2 separate regions of the Macaca mulatta genome follow, and region 1 is linked to region 2. The links are chromatin contacts, called in public Hi-C maps. All regions are on one chromosome and are shown on one strand. The core of a region is the stretch at or near the end of the contact, and the rest is flanking DNA. Distances in the headings are between cores, read along the strand shown. Region 1 overlaps CHN2 (chimerin 2). Region 2 overlaps CHN2 (chimerin 2).

The links. A called contact is a pair of places that touch in the nucleus more often than the background predicts.
Region 1: a Hi-C map of sperm shows a contact between it and region 2, with 2.4 times the contacts expected there. The contact joins two enhancer-like sites. A contact is called at or near these places in 2 of 14 Hi-C or Micro-C datasets (liver and sperm).

Annotation. Positions count from the first base shown.
Region 1 is chr3:99,103,414-99,108,313 of T2T-MMU8v2.0, forward strand. All of the region lies in intron 1 of CHN2 (chimerin 2), which reads right to left. Among named protein-coding and RNA genes, the nearest start is that of CPVL, 32 kb to the right of the region's middle. Within about 2 kb of position 2,213, at least 6 of the 40 cell types and tissues checked have an H3K27ac peak or open chromatin away from gene starts, as enhancers often do.
Region 2 is chr3:98,942,337-98,947,399 of T2T-MMU8v2.0, forward strand. All of the region lies in intron 6 of CHN2 (chimerin 2), which reads right to left. Among named protein-coding and RNA genes, the nearest start is that of PRR15, 160 kb to the left of the region's middle. Within about 2 kb of position 2,000, at least 4 of the 40 cell types and tissues checked have an H3K27ac peak or open chromatin away from gene starts, as enhancers often do.

The sequences.
Region 1 (4,900 bases), core at 963-3,462, 160 kb after region 2:
CTCTTGTTCTGCCTGAGACAAGAAGCAATTCTCTCCAAGCAGCATAAATCCCATAGGTTGATGTCATCGTGGGTGTTGCCACAGACTCTTCTAGAAAGCAGGGGAAAGTTGCTTTACACTAGGGGTCTTCCTCTTGGTAACACAACTTCCTTGGTATGTTACCAAGACTTTGCCAAGTGCTCTATGGATGTTTGTTGAATGAAACAAAATTCCCTGGTCACGTTTTATTAGATATCCTTACCTCACCCTTAGAGCCTTCCTAATGGAAAAGAAGATGAAGTTGGCATTAATGCATTCATTTTGCCTACGTGTACAGAGTCCCTCATTATCAGGAGCCCAGCAGCAAAGGCTTCAACAAGGAAATATCCAAGACATATTTGAAGCATGGAAAGCATTTCCACAGGCTGAGAGGTGTGGAAGAGAAGTGTTTCAAGTGGCCCGAAGAGCAGAGTAAAGGCATGGAAATACGAAAGTAGTAAGTGTGTGCACAGGGTGCTGCCAGTCCTTGTCATACAGTCCCAACCAGGGAGGCAATGTCAGTCCTGGAATTAGCTCAGGTTCTCAAGCCAGGCATCCATGTACCGGCTGTGTGGCTTTGGGCAAATCCCTTAAATTCTGTGGCCTACATCTTTGTTATCGGTAAAATAGAGATGATAATACCTTGCAGAGTTGTTCTAGGAATGCATAATGCACGTAAAGGATGTGGTTAAAAATGCATAAAATAAATGGAAGATATTATCATTATCATTATTACATTATAAGCTTCTTGAAAACAGACTATTTCTTACTCTTACTTGTCCCCACTGAAATACCTGCCACCTTGTTTTGCCCAAATTCAAAAGATACTAAGTATGTGCTGACTTAAATTTATCTCCTTGCCACTTTATTTCTATTACCGTTCCTTGGTTTCTGTTTTCCTCTTTAAAGAAATGTTCACTACCTTTTGTTAGCCTGATTAGACACTGAAGAGAGTCCATGGACACTGGATGCTTGAAACACAGATCCTATCCACTTTGTATTTACAGATTAGTTAAGGACCGCTTGAAAAATCCACAGTCAACTGTAATAAATAGTAAAGTAATAAAGTTCCCATAAAGAAGAAATTCTATGAGGCTCAGAGTCTTAATAAAAAAAAATAGCGCGGTTGTGGGCGCCTGTAGTCCCAGCTACTCGGGAGGCTGAGGCAGGAGAATGGCGTGAACTCGGGAGGCGGAGCTTGCAGTGAGCCGAGATCGCGCCACTGCACTCCAGCCTGGGCGACAGAGCGAGACTCCGTCTCAAAAAAAAAAAAAAAAAAAAAAAAAAAATAGGTAGGATTTTAATAAGCAGAGAAGAGGGAAAGACAGAACGCATTGCAGGTAGAGATTTTACTGAAGAAATCAATACAGGAAAGTGTGGGGCATATTCAAGAAACCATAGGTAATCTGGCCTGGTCAGTATGAACAAGAAATTGAAGACACAGCCTGAAAAGTAGTGTAAAGCCAGACTGAGAGAGAGCTAAAGACCAAGATGAAGATTCAGTACTTATCTCATGAACAATGGACAGCCACAAGTGATGGGGCCTGGGATCACAGAGTTTGAGATCTGGAAGGTTCATATAGAGGGAGAGTTCACACCTCCTTAAAAGACTGGAAAACCGAAGCAAGGGAATTTAACTTGCTCAAGGTTACTCTGCTCATTATGGCAGAATTGGGATGAAAACCCCAGTTTCCTGATTACCAGTCAAGATCTGTAAGCTCCATACCAGGGAGATGACAATACATGGCGCACATGTAGTACCAGGGAGATGACAACATATGGCACGCACGTACACCACTTCCTTTTTCCTCACCCAAGGCAGATATTTCTAATCGATTGGGGCTCCTTCCTGGTGGTGCAGGTCCAGCCTCACCATCCTCAACGCAGAGCTTCAGTATCTGCCGACAGTCGGCGCTGCCCCTAGAGGTGAAACCTATCAGACTTCAAGCCCTCACTTTGCTGCCTTAATACAAAAATGCTTGCTTTGAAATTCCCACAGAGAATAGCAGAAATGACTGAGGGAGGACTCAGTCACTTACAAGAGTCACTTGGTTGGTGCATCCCTCTGTGTGGGAGGTGAATTTTATCTGTCATGGTCTTAGACATTCTGTCACCAGCCAATGAGAGGGGTTACCCAGGGCCACCTCTATCTGTTCTCTATGCCACCTTGTCTGCTCATGAAAATTACAACTGAGAAGCAGAAGGGGAAATCCCAGACTCGGAAATGAGAGCCCGAGAGCATCAATAAGTAAACACATCGCTTAAGATGAGGACAAGGAAAGGGGAAAGTGGGTGTGGGGAAAGAAAATAATGCATTAACCCACAGCACCATTAAATGAAACTAAGCACTTCAATGTTTCCTTTTTAGTTTAGAAACCACTAACTAAAAATGAAGAAAAAAATCAGGAAGTTCCCTCCTTAGTGTTAACAATAGAACAATCCAGTGTACTATTACAGGAGCAACTTCTTTTTAAAAAGAGAGGCACTGAATGTTCAGATCAGCCAGATCTTAACTGGTAGTTTGACTTGGGTGCACTTTGACATCTAAAAATAGAGTTGTGATGGAGATCAACTGTAATTAACTTCAGACTTATTTAAATTATGTATTCAACACTGAAAGGATACACTGGCAAGAATGCTAACAACGAATGTGGGAATTTTGGATTCTCTTTCCCTCTGTAGCATGAAGGCTTGGTGAAATTCTCCCCGACTGTCTCTTCTAATTTGTCCCACCCCAACCAGTGATGAGCACCTACCTGGAAATATTTTGCAAAAAAATTTCTGGAGTATTTTAAGATCCTTCTCATTCAAAATCTGTACAACATACACAAAGTAAAATTATAATAAACTATTATAAACTCCCTACTTTATAATAAACTGATAGATCAAAATCTGAATGTAAAAATAGGCAAATGAAGATATTGTCATATAAACGGTTTTATTCATTTCCCCAAAGGACTCCCCATAGACTCCCCTTGGAAAAAAGAGGGCATGCAGTTTAGATGATTCAACTTAGAAAACTCTGACTGCTCCTCAGTTTTTCAGGATTACACTCGTGACCCAAAGTGAAGTGCATCTACATTCAGTAGACTATGATGGTTTCAAATTGGGTGGAAAATGCCAGGAATAGAATTGTTCTATGAAAAATGAGGCATAAGAACAAAAGAAGTCGCATATTTTTAAAAGGTTGCTTTTTTTGTTCTTGGAGTTTTACCGTAACATTAAAAAAATTGAGTTCCATTTTTTGAAAAGTAAAATCCTCCCCATGCCGTATTTACAAAACTTAGTAATTGACTGATTAGATTAAAATAGAATTCTAATAGAACTAAGCCAGCTCACAGAAAACACAAAATACGTCCATTAAAAATTTTTCACAAATATCTCCTTCAGTGATATTTATTTGTATGCTTGCTTGTTAATTATATCAATAATTAAGGTATTAATAAAATTAATCTCTTTCCCTGCATGTGAGAGTATTTTTTAACATGTGTGGAAGGTTTAAAGCTCATTTCCAGGAAAAAAAAAAGTTGTCATGAAATAAAAAGACAAGCATTCACCCTGAGAACCACAATTACTGCTTTCCTCATAGAAATGTCATCTGAATCTTTCACGTTTTTTCCTTTTCTTTTTTTTCCAGAAGGAAAGTCAGTTCTGTATATTTTTCCAGACTACAAAGTATCTCACTTCAGGATTTTAGCATTTAAACTTGTACCCTTCTTTATCTAAGTTTGCTCTTAATTAATGTAAATAAGCATCAATGAGAAATTGCAATACTTTCTGAATATAATTGGCATTGGCATGGTATTCTATTTGGAGCCTATCCACCTGAACCCAGTTCTAGAAAGAAAAAAAAATGTGTAAAAAACTGAGAGGCCCATTCCACTTCCACCAAGACAAACTGCTGATGCCTTGAAGATGCTGCTATTGGCTGAAGGATTTCATATAAACACAGTGTTGACATCACAGCCAGTACTATACAGAGGGCAGCCACAGTTAAATGTGCAGCTCCCATAGACCTTTGAATTAAAGCAGGGTCTCTGATGATTGGCACTTTTAATTTTTACTTTCAACAATGCCAGAGAGATAGTTTTATTACAGACACAGTAGCACAGTCTCTGGTTGCTGGAGGTTTGCTATCTGCCTTCCAAAGCCTTTGGTGAGGACTGTGACGTGGCAGAAATAGATACATGTCCTATAGAGGCAGCCTACCTAGTTTCCATGCCTGTTTCTGTCACTCATAAGCTATATGACTTTTGGGCAAGTCTCTTAACTACAAAGAGAAATAAAAGAGTTACACAACCATAGGGTGGTTGTGAGAATTAAATGAGCTCTACAAATGCATCTGTGTATAGAGCCCTCGGGACAATGCCTTGCACATGGTAAACAGCATGGAAGTGTCCGATATTCTTATTATGTTCCATATCTTACATGCATAGCATGAGATCTCTAGGTAATTAATGAAGATTACATCAAATTTTCTTCTTAAGTTGCCTCAGTGGATGGTGGCTCTCCTCTTGGCATAAATTTTGGGAAAAGAAAGGAGATTTTTGTTTATTTGTTTGTTTACCTCTCAAACTAAAATTATGTTTGCCACTCAGCCCTCTAGTTTGCCACTAGCCCATCTAGCAGATGGGAAACTGTGAGGCCTCCTTTCCTCCTGCTGGACAAGTTCCTTCAGGACCTACTACCTGGCACTCTCTCCTACCCTTTCTCCCTCCCCTCCTGCCCAGCTTTGCCCTTTCCTTCACCCTTTAAGGAGAAGTGTGACTGTCACTAAGACTACAGAGTTCCTAAACTGCCCCCATGTTCTAGAAGGCTTTCCCCCCATGGTCTGCCTGGTAGACTCCTTTTAATTTTCCAAAACTTGGCTCAGCTACCACTG
Region 2 (5,063 bases), core at 750-3,249:
AATGACACAGGCCCTAGGCTTGTGTTGAAGTCTAAATTTAGGCTTGTGTACTTGGTGTGTAGTTGATGTTAAATAGTGATACACAGGTGTTTGGAGATAGAGAAAGGTTTATTTGATTTGATTAAAGAGAGAAGGTAGGAAGGCAGATTTTAAAAATTTGTTTTAATAAAAACTAGAAATGGGGAATTTTTAACGTGGCTAGAGAGTAAGAGAGGAGATTTAGGGAATTGAGGAGGAAAGCCTGTGTTTTTAAAGTTTTAGATAATATTTTAAATAGAGCATTATATGTGGCATTCTTTAAAAACTTCTCAAATTTATAAATCAAAATTTCAACTTTTACTTTGTCTCACTACTTTCAACTTTTTCTCCCCTTACAAAGGTCTAAAATAATAACTCTGTCCTTCAGCTTTTTCATCAACTCCTATAGCTTTTTCCCTCCAGTTTCTTCAAAAACAAAAATACAAAAGAGACAAACTCCCCTAATTAAAAAAAAAAAATTAAAAAAGTCAAAAGTCAAGTATAATCTCAACATCCCATACTCAACAAAATACCCAATTTAGGTGACGGGCTAAGATTCCTCAAACAAGAGTCTCTACTTCAACACTTACCAACTAAAAAACTAAGTGCCAATAGATGACCCACAGACGTAAGTAAATATACTCTCCATTTCTCACCTCAAATCTATTTAATTAAAAAAAAAAAACCTTTAATCAAGAGAACCGCAAATACATATTATCTTTTATCTTTTTAACATATCATCCCACCTAGACTAATACACAAACATTAATATTTTATTCACAGCCAAAAACCACCATATAATTACTAAAAAGACAGAAACAGCCCATCAATTTCACCTTAAAAATAAAAGTAATCACCCTACATCTACCAACACTGTTCCTACAATTAAGCCAAACTAAAATATAAACAAGAGACTACCCTGACTTAAACATTATAAAAATTATCTTCCAGAATAAATTATTTGAAAGTCCCATGGTTAAAAAGCCTCGATAAAATTCAAAACATTCAACAACCCCAGAGAGATCCCTAAAATTAAAACTCATATAGACTCAGCCTGTTGTCCCCCCACCGCCTAGTGAGAGCCACTGGGAAGAGCTCTGAGGTTGGGCTCAGGGCAGGCGCTCGGTGGGTCAGGTCCAGAAGAATGCCTCCTCATCATAGCCTGTGCAGTCCCCATAGGTGGACAGCAGTCCCAGGTGACAGCGTCATTTACCTCCTGCAGTCAAAGGTGATAAAAGTGGTGGGATGATTCCTCTCAAACACCTCTCTGGAGATGTAAAAACATAAACATCTTGAAAAACTGGGCTCTTCATCAAACTGTGGCCCACCAATGTTTAGGGATCCCCAAGATCCCTTCAGAGAATACATTATGCCAAAACTGATTTTATTACATTAATTGCCTTCTGTGACTGACATTGCAACTAACCTTTAAGAAACTACCACTTGTTGAATTGTTGCCTAGTATATATTTCAAAGCCCACATTTACCTGAAAAGGCTATAAGAACATTCCTCTTTTTCCCATCTACACATCTGTGTGAGGCCAGAGCTTCTTCCTATACTTCAAACAAAACAATATATCCCAGGTTGAATACAGGAGCAGATGTGAGAAGCCAGCTGTCTTCTTTTAAGGCAGACATTAAAGAGAGTTACAAAAACGTAAAAACAATGCCAATATCCTCATCACTTTTTTATTTGGAAAACTGTTATTTTTCATGAAAATGTTATTCATACGAACACATCTATTACCATTTGTTTATTACTATTATGTTGAAAGAATTAATAATTTTTTTATTTTTCTATTTTACTTTCTAATACAGTAAATATCAAGATTTAACCCACACAAACAGAAGCTCTTTGGGGTCCTCAGTAACTTTAAAGGGTTCTGAGGCCGAGAAGTTTGAGCACTTCTGGACTAGAATTAGATTCCTGGGATGATTTTTACAAGTCCTAGGCCCACAGAGCTGCCCACATGCTTATACAGAGAAGGAGCACAGGCTACAGGAAGACACCCCCAAGCCATTGTGCAGCCTTATCTGTGCTATAAAACTTGAGGGAAGTGGGATGACTCAGTGGGTTCATTGCTGAAAAATTTGTTCTTGGACATTTTCAACACGTTGGGTTTGGTCCTTTGTGTCATCAGCATGCAACTCTCCTTTCAGCCACAAGATGGCACTATTTGCATAGCAAATACTTTCTCGGGGGCTGCGTCTCTAAATTAGCTGTTTCCTAGAGAGATTTTGGATGGGGACAAGTAAGGAGGGTTTGGCGTTTGGCCCATCATATCCCTCCACACGCTGAATGTATTAGGATGACTTTCCTCTTCTGTTCCTCTTTGAAAACACCGATATTGAGGAACTGGTAAAAAGAGATTCTTTCTAATATCCACCCAAAGAAACCACTACCGGACTCCTAAGAGACAGGCTAACTTTTCCTTGCCCCTTCATTAAATTCTTTAATCCTACTTCAGTTAATTGTTTCCCATCATTTATATTTCAGGCAATAATCTCGGGAAAGAAGCCATGAAAAGGGAGCAAAGCCAAACCCTGAACCAGCACAGGTAACCGTAACCACCAGAGTTAACTGTGTGAAGAATGTTTTCCCAGAGGACTTTTCATGAGTTGTGTAAAAGTAGAGAAAGAAGGCTAGGGTCTAATTTACAACATAAAAGAGCCTCAGGAATATAAGAGGCATGGGAAAAAGTGGGACAGGTGTCCTTGAAAGAAAATGCTCCAAAATGTCTGATCACCTTTACTCTGTTGCCTCCCCTTCCATCTAACCCAGGTTCTCAAGCCCTGCATCTGACAATCACCCGGGGAGCCAAAAAAAGACAGGTGCTTTCACCAGTGAAGACTTTGATTCCATAGCCGGGTGGGGCCAAACATGGGCATTTTTAATATACATTTTTAATGTTATTTATTTTTTTTGAGACATAGTCTCACTCTGTCGTCCAGGCTGGAGTGCAGTGGTGTGATCTGGGCTCACTACAACCTCCACCTTCTAAGTTTGGGTGATTCTCCTGCCTCAGCCTGCAGAGTAGCTGGGATTCAGGCATGTGCCACAGTGCCTGGCTAATTTTTTTTGTATTTTTAGTAGAGATGGGGTTTCACCACGTTGGCCAGGCTGGTCTTGAACTGCTGACCTCAAGTGATCCGCCAGCCTCGGCCACCCAAAGTGCTGGGATTACAGGCATGAGCCACCAAGCCTGGTATTTTTTTAAAAGCTCCCAGAGTGAGTCCAACCTTCAGCCAGTTTGAGAACCACCAAGCCAACCAAATCAGCAATTGCTCAGACTGAGTGATAAATCCCAAATCATTAGGGAATTCTGGCTTAAATCAATGCTTGGTAAAACCCAGTTTCATGAGCAGATGTAATCTAAGTTAAATCCATTCTCACTGCATCCTATCCCTCCCCATTTTATAACTGTGAGTGGAAGGGCAGGAAGTTGGCTGGTCAGCATCATCACGGTACCCGTCACCTACTATAATAGCTAAGTTATGCTCATCTTCATTTACCCTTGACTTTTGAGAAAAGACTGGGTGTGTCAGTTACATGTTATTTCCAAAGAACCTCCTGCAGAGAAAATCTATAGGTTCTTTAGACCCTGTAACGCAAGCGATCTTTTCCAGCTCCACAACGCTTTCTGCATTAACAATTCAGGCTCTTTCTCTGGCAAATGAATACACACCTCTGCTTGGTGAAGCACAATGGGCAACATCATGTTTGAATCTACTGTCGTGAATCAAGTGACCAAGCCTCTCCACCCCCTAGGACCAAGACCCCCTCCACAATGGCACAGTTGTGGGTCCCATCCAAAAAAAGGCCTCAACAAGCTTAACTCTAAGATAGCTGCTAAAAAGCATCCTTTTCTATCCAAGCCTCCTCGGTGTCACTGAAATACTTTCTATGCTATTGAGCCGGGTGCCTCAGTTTCCCGTCCTGCAAAACAGAAGGGTTGCACGACATGGTCTCCACGATTCCCCTGCTCCTTCAGACTCCCGCTGCTCCTGATGCTACAAGAGTTGGTGGCCAGATCTTAGCCCAGTAAAGGAAGGAGCACATGCTGAGAGAAGGTGCGGGAGATGCTGAGGCACCCTCTTGGTGAATTTGAGATACACTGATCCTTAGGGTGAACTTGGGGCAATGTGTTACATTTTAAAAGTTACCCATCCATTTTTCATTCAATCAGTGCTCGTTTCACCGAGTGAGGTGCGAGGCATTAGAATTAGGAAGTAGGCTGAGAAGTAGCCTCTGCCTTCCACTGATCTACCTCTGGGGAAAGAGACAGACATAGAAACCACAGATTTTTAAATGCAGGTGGGAATCGGAACTGCCTGAGGCTTAAAACACACATTGGCGGGGGCCACCCCAGAGTCCCCCTCACAGTGGCTCCTGGGAACGTGCATTTCTAACCAGCCTCTCAAGTGATGTTGATGCTGCTGGTTCCTGAGGGTCATGCTTTGAGAACCACTGATGAAAACAATGACGTTGGACACAGGGTGCTGAACTCTCATAAAGGTGGTGTGCAGCACGCCAGAGCAGGGAGGAGACGGGAGGCTGAGTGTGGCAGGTTCTATTCAATAGTAGAAAAGGACAGCTGCACTGGACTCCACAGGCTACCAGGGATGCCCGTGGCACCCACCTAGCTCTCCAGCATGCCTGGCCTGGAACTGGGGAGAATGTAACAGCTCACAGGCACCCCTCAACCAAGAGGGGACAGGAGGTGATGCCTTAAACACTCCCACTTCAATTCCTCTTAGGAGCAGTTCTACCCGGCTCCTGAGAAGGTGACCAGCTCCACAGCGTGCATCTACCAGCCTCTCTCCTCCTCTATTTACCTGCCCGGCTTCTCCTCCTCCCCCTGGGATGCCTTTCCAAATTCCCCATCTGTACCAAACCCCAGTCTCAGGCTATGCTTCTCCAACGGGCCCAGGCTTAGACAGGCTGCAAATATCCTGTGAGGAATTTGAACTCTGTCGTGTAGAAAAAGCAAATAAGGGCTTTTCCAGAATTACAGCAACAACAATAACACTCGGATGCGCACAGA